Regions from separate parts of the Mus musculus genome. Here region 2 is linked to region 1. Evidence: chromatin contacts called from public Hi-C data. All regions are on one chromosome and are shown on one strand. Each heading gives the region's core, a stretch centred on a gene start, on an enhancer-like site or on the middle of the called end of the contact. The rest is flanking DNA. Distances are from core to core; before and after follow the strand shown.

The links. A called contact is a pair of places that touch in the nucleus more often than the background predicts.
Region 2: a Hi-C map of liver shows a contact between it and region 1, with 1.9 times the contacts expected there. The contact joins two enhancer-like sites. A contact is called at or near these places in 4 of 484 Hi-C or Micro-C datasets (embryonic fibroblasts, embryonic stem cells and liver) and 1 of 115 datasets of contacts at active chromatin or transcription factors (embryonic stem cells).

Annotation. Positions count from the first base shown.
Region 1 is chr19:46,197,332-46,200,533 of GRCm38.p6, forward strand. All of the region lies in intron 3 of Gbf1 (golgi-specific brefeldin A-resistance factor 1), which reads left to right. Among named protein-coding and RNA genes, the nearest start is that of Gbf1, 46 kb to the left of the region's middle. Within about 2 kb of position 1,715, at least 32 of the 459 cell types and tissues checked have an H3K27ac peak or open chromatin away from gene starts, as enhancers often do. A contact at or near this core is called in liver, where this site is marked.
Region 2 is chr19:46,086,405-46,089,606 of GRCm38.p6, forward strand. No RefSeq gene overlaps it. Among named protein-coding and RNA genes, the nearest start is that of Nolc1, 12 kb to the left of the region's middle. Within about 2 kb of position 1,682, at least 11 of the 459 cell types and tissues checked have an H3K27ac peak or open chromatin away from gene starts, as enhancers often do. A contact at or near this core is called in liver, where this site is marked.

The DNA of each region.
Region 1 (3,202 bases), core at 465-2,964:
AGAGAGAGAGAGAGAGCATACAAATGTATATGCATGTATATAGAAGCAAAAGAGAAACCTTGGTGTTCCTTAGGCAACCCATATTGTTTTTTGAGATAGGGTCTCTCACGAGCCTGAAATGTGTCAAGTAAGTTGGCTGGCCAGTGATTCTCCAGGGTCTACCTATCTCTGCCTCCTTAGGCTTGGGTTATAGCCACATGCCAACATACCCAGCTTCCTTTACATTGGTTCCAAGGATCAAACCAAGTCCTCCTGTTTGCAAAGCCAGTGCTTTGTTGACTGAGCTCTCCTCCTAGGGCTTCTCTCCACCCCCTACTATTTTGTAGGCAGAGACTCCTGTGTATCCCAGGGTAGTCTTGAACTTACTAGGGCGCCAAGTGCTCCTTCTCCCTCTAACTCAGTTGTTCTCAACCTTCCTAATGCTGTGAGCCTCTAATTCAGTTCCCCATGTTGTGGTGACCTTGACCCATAAGGACACCACAAGAAAACCCACAGAATCAACTAACCTGGTCTCATAGAGGGTCCCTGAGACTGAACTAGAGACCAGGGACCCTGCATGGATCTGACCTAGGCCCTCTGTATATATGTTATGGTTGTGTAGTTTGGTTTTCTTGTGGTACTCCTCTGACAGTGGGAGCAGGGGCTGTCCCTGACTCTTTTGCCTGATTTTGGAACCCTTTTCCTCCTACTGGGTTGCCTTGTCCAGCCTTAATATGAGGGGAGGTGCCTAGTCTTATTGTAGCTTTATATGCCGTGTTTGGCTGATATCCCCTGGAGGCCTGCCCTTTTCTGAAGGGAAAGGAGAAGGAATGGATGGGAGAGAGTGTCTGGGAGGAGAGGAGACGGGAAACTGTGCTTGGGGTGTAATGTATGAGAGAAGAATAAGTAAGAAAAATTGTTTTGGTTGCTACTTTATATCTGTAATTTTGCGACTGTTCTGAATCATAATGTAAACGTCTGTGTTTTGTGATGGCCTTAGGTGTGACCCCTGTGAGAGAATCATTTGATCCAGAAGGGAATTGAGATTAGGAACCATCGCTCTTACCTCTTGAGCCCTGAGATTACAGGTGCATGTCCTTATGCCTCATTTGTGTGGTGCAGGAGAGCAGACACAGGGCGTTGAGTGTACTAGGAAAGTACAGTATGAACTGAGCTACAATCCCAGCCCTCTGATTGCAGGTGGACTTTAACTTTTGTTTAAAACTTTCATTCTCTCTTCCAAGTCCAAAGTACTAAGCAAGCAGCATAATTTATAACTTGCCAGCTATGCAGAACGGTTACTTGTATGTGTGTATGTGTTGTTTGTGCATATGTGTGCATGTGTATACATATATATGTACAGGCTGAAGGCAGGCATCAAGTGCCATCCTCAGTTTTCTCCATCTGACCAGGCTGGCCTCAAATTCAACAGAGATTTCCCTGATGCTGCCTCCTGAGTTCTGGGATTAAACATGTGTGACACTATACTGGTCCTCGTTTTGTTTGTTTGTTTGATTTTTTTATTTAAGATTTAAAAAACTGAATATGTGTATTTATGTTTATATTGGTGATTGTATGTAAGTGCAATTGAATCCCTTGGAGCTAGAGTTACAGGCAGTTGTGAGCCCCCTGGTATGGATGTTGGGAACTGAACTCTGGTCCTCTGCAGGCGGTGGTATTGAGAGCAGCTGAGTCATCCAGCTCTTTTACAATTAGTTCTTTGAAACAGGGTTCACTGAACTTGGAAGCTCACTGATTGGGCTAGCCTGGCTAGCCGAGTGAACACCGGGGTTCCGCCTGTGGTTAACCAACACTAGGCTTAGAGACTTGTATCACCGCACCTGTTTTTTACATTAGGACTGGGCATCCAAACTCAAGCTCTCAACTTGCATGCTAAGCACATTATCAACTGGGCTATCCTTCCTCCCATGACAGATCCTCTGTAAGGTGCTTTGCTATAAAGTTATGGCTAGATTTTGCTTCCAGAGCAAGTTAGAAAATCAGGATTTGAGCAGTATAATTTTATATATTTTATTTGCAGCCTTAATTTAAAAGTTGACTTTGTATTTCTGTGACAAAGTACTCCAAAGAAACCAGAAAAGGAGGGAATATTGACTCATAGTTTCAAATATTTTAGGCCATGGTCGTTTGGCTTTTGTGTTTCTGAGCCTGTATGGAGGCAAAGGATCATAGTGGAGAAGGGATGGTAGAGCAGAACTGTTTGTCTCATGGCAGCAAGTAAGCAGAGAGAGTGAGGAGGAGCCTGTGGACAATCTTTCAAGGCACTGCACTTCCCGGTGACTTACTTACTTTTACTAGGTCCCACCTCCTAACAGGCCATGTAGCTATGAACCCGTTAGTGGACTAATCCATTGGTCAGGTTCGCTCCCTTGTGGTCCAGTTACCTCTCATTAACACCAGCAGCTGAGGACCAAGTCTTCATCACATAGGAGGGTTTGAGAACTACAGAGCCAATCTGTAACACCTACTAAACTAGACCTGGCTATCAAAGAGCTAGTTCTGTACTGACGTAGGTTCACAAGAGTAAATATCATTTGAAGCAAGATATATAGAAAGCACCAGAAGAAAGTAGATTGAGTCTTGAGGATGGATTTGAATAGTCTTTCTACAATTCTAGTCTCTAGAGTCCTTTTTTTTTTTAACCTTCCTATCTTCCTCCTAAATACTTATATATTTTCCTGTTTAGACCCAATGGATGTCAAAGAGAAAGAAATGACCTTATAAAATTCATTTGTGTGGAGAACTTGAAGTTACTTCGGAACTTGATAACTTTTAGAACCATACTCTGTTTCCCTAAAGAACCTCCTAATTTTTTTAAGCCTGATAGTGGTGGTGCATGCCTTTAATCCCAGCACTCAGGAGTCAGAGACAGGTGGATCTTTGATTTGAGGCTAGCCTGGTCTACAGATCAAGTTCAAGGACAGCCAGAGAGCTACACAGAGAAACCCTGTCTCAAAATCAAAACAAGTGAAAAAGAATTCTCCTCTAATTTTTTGTTTTGTTTGGTTTCTGAAACAAGGTCTTGCTTTATAAGCCCAGCTTTCCTGAAATTCACTCTGTGGCACAAGTTGGCCGTGAACTCAGTCCTATTGGTTCCCCCTCTAGAGTTGTGGAGTTACAGGCATATGCCAATATCTGGGTGTAAGAACACCAACATTTTGTAAAGAAATTACTCAAGAAAACCACTGAAGGGCTGGTGAGA
Region 2 (3,202 bases), core at 432-2,931, 110 kb before region 1:
CGGCTTAGTGGCAAAGTGTCTTTTATTTTTAAAGACAAGAATCTCACAAGTTTTTAAAGACAAGTTTTCACAATTCCAGCCCTCTTAAGAGCCTGCTTTAACTTCTGCAATTACTGAAGAGGCCAGGAGGTGGCGCTCTTAACCCCTGCATAAGAAGCCTGTTCCTGCTATGAGCTTTTAAATAGAGATGTAAGGCCCTCAGTTGAGGTTCTCTGGTTGTGGAGGGTATTGAAAGGAGACCTCTGCCATATGTGGTCGCCTGATACCTGAAAGTCAACTGCAAGCAATATGATTTGTAGAAGCCAGGGTTTTCATGGAACCCTGTGGCCCATCCAAGTAAAGATGTAAAGAGGGAGGTAATGGTTGCCTTTAGTGGTTGGGGAAGTGGTGTTTTAAGAAATGAGAGAGCAGCCGGGCGTGGTGGCGCACGCCTTTAATCCCAGCACTCGGGAGGCAGAGGCAGGTGGATTTCTGAGTTCGAGGCCAGCCTGGTCTACAAAGTGATTGCCAGGACAGCCAGGGCTACACAGAGAAACCCTGTCTCAAAAAAAACAAAAAACAAAAAAAACAAAACAAAAGAAATGAGAGAGCAAAGTCGGGCAGTGGTGGTGCACGCCTTTAATCCCAGCACTTGGGAGGCAGAGGCAGGTGGATTTCTGAGTTCAAGGCCAGCCTGGTCTACAGAGTGAGTTCCAGGACAGAGTGAGGACACAGAAACCTTCAGGCTCTGTAGACTAGACTGGCCTCTAAACTCAAGAGATCCTCCTGCCTCTGCCTTCCCCAAGTGCTGGGATTAGAGGCGTGGGCCACCACACCTGGATAAAATAAGGCATTTCAATGTAAAAGTTCCAGGACAGCCAGGGCTATACAGAGAACCAAAAACAAAAAACAAAAAACAAAAACAAAAAAAAACAAAAAAAAACAGGGGCTGGAGAGATGGCTCAGCAGTTAAGAGCACTGACTGCTCTTCAGAGGTCCTGAGTTCAATTTCCAGCAACCATGTGGCCCATTTCTGGTGTGTCTGTGTGGCCCTGGCTGCCACACAGTCTGTCCTGGAACTCAGAGATTCCCTTGCTTCTGCCTTCCAAGTGCTTGGGATCAAATGTGTGTGCATCACTGCCTGGCTTTTGTTTTCTTTTCTTTTCTTTTCTTTTTTTTTTTTTTGAACTTTTTAAAACTTTACCTCCTCTTTAGTTTTTTGTTTTGTCTTTAAGACAGTTATTTTAGGGGCTAGAGAAACCCTGTCTTGGAGAAAAAAAAAAGACAAGAAAAATAGATGTATATACAACATAGATACATTTGAAGATAAATAAAAATCAAGCTGGAGGCAGTGGATGAGGTAGCCTTGCCTTTTAACCCGGCACTCAGTTGGCAGAGACAGATGATCTCTGAGCTTCAGGCTAGCCTGGTCTACAAGGTGAGGAGTTTCAGTTCAGCCAGGGATATAATCCCTGATCATTATATTTTTAAAAAACATCTACTTCGTACACATTGGACGTGCTGATGAGTAAGTGGTCGGGGTCTCGAGAGGGTTGTATGGGATAGCTAACATGGTGAGGACAGCTTTGTTCTGCCCTTTGCTGTAGCAGTAAGTACAAGTTCCTAATGTTGGGATACCCACCTCTGCTGCTGTCACGATTCCAAGGACAGTTGGATCCTGACATAGAGCCAGAAGCCAGGGAGCCCAGCCAGTGGTGGCGTGTACCCAAGCTTCCTCCCTGGACAGTAAGTCATTGTTTCTCTTAGATATATTTCTCTATTTCTGGAAGCATGGAATGTGCACCTCTTGGAATCAGGAGCTAGCATTCAGTACTTTTCCTTGGGGCACGGAAATGCCAAGGTGTGTGATAGGGTTAACCTTGAAGGCCAATTTGATGGGATCTGACATCAAATGAGAGATACACGCCTCAGGTCTGTGAGGACTTTTCCAGAACGGATTAGCTGGGAGAAATAAACCCTTCACCAGAGAAGGCAGACTACGGGAGGGGAGAGACCCTCCCTCTGAGAGGATACCACGTTATCAGCACAGATACAAAGCTATCTGAGGGAAAGCAGACTTGTCCACGGGCTGTGCTTTCACTGGTGGGTGTGTCCATCTCTGCAGCTATTGTTACCTTTGTGGACATGAGACCTCTGATGCCTTCCGACATGGGCACCTGCAGCGCCAGCTTGGGTCTACGGAGGCATCAGTTTACTGAGGAGTTCTGGGTTCTCAGCCTCTCTAGCACCCTGTGTGGACTGTGTTATTGGACTCCCTAGCCCCTATCGTGTATGCCACCCTAGTTAATGCCCCTCTAGCGCTTGTTTTTTTTTTTTTTTTTTTTTTTTGGTTTTTGAGACAGGGTTTCTCTGTGTAGCCTTGGCTGTCCTGGAGCTCACTCTGTAGAGCAGGCTGGCCTTAAACTCAGAAATCCACCTGCCTCTGTCTCCCGAGTGCTGGGATTAAAGGCGTGCACTACCACGCCCGACTTAGCGCTTGGTTTTTATTTGTATGTATGTTTCTGTGTCTCTGCTATGTGTGTGCAGTAACTCTGGAGGCCAAAAAACGCTGTCAAGAGCCCCGGGGCTGGAGCAGCTGTGGGTTTCCCAACCCCGAGTCCGGTCCCCTGTAAAAATTGCCGGCACTCTGTGCTGCTGAGACATCTCCCTAGCCCCTAAGTTTATAATGTATGTGTACTCTACCAGTTCTGTTCCTCTCTACAACCTTCCTACGACAGGAAGGACGCGGAGGAAGTGAAGTCCAGGGCGTATGTGTGAAGCCCGGAGGACAATTTCGTGGACTCCGTTTTCTGTTGCTACCTTTACCTGGTTGCAGGGATCAGCGTCAGGCCATCTGAACCGTGTGAATCGCCACTTTCTCACTCCTAATGCCTTGGTGTGTACCGTTCACCAAATAAAACATTGGAAGTGGGAAAGGTAGAGTTCAAACACCAACCAGAAAAAGAAAAACCAGCCGGGCGTGGTGGCGCACGCCTTTAGTCCCAGCACTCGGGAAGCAGAGAGGCAGATATCTGAGTTCGAGGCCAGCGTGGGCTACAAAGTGAGTTCCAGGACAGCCAGGGCTACACAGAGAAACCCTGTCTCAAAGAAATACTGAAGCTAAGAAGAAAAGCTGAGCCGGTTCCTGAGACAGAGGCAGAGGTAGAAGAGGCATTAAACAGGAATCAGTGTGTGAATGGGCAGAATGGCCTCAGACACCCCC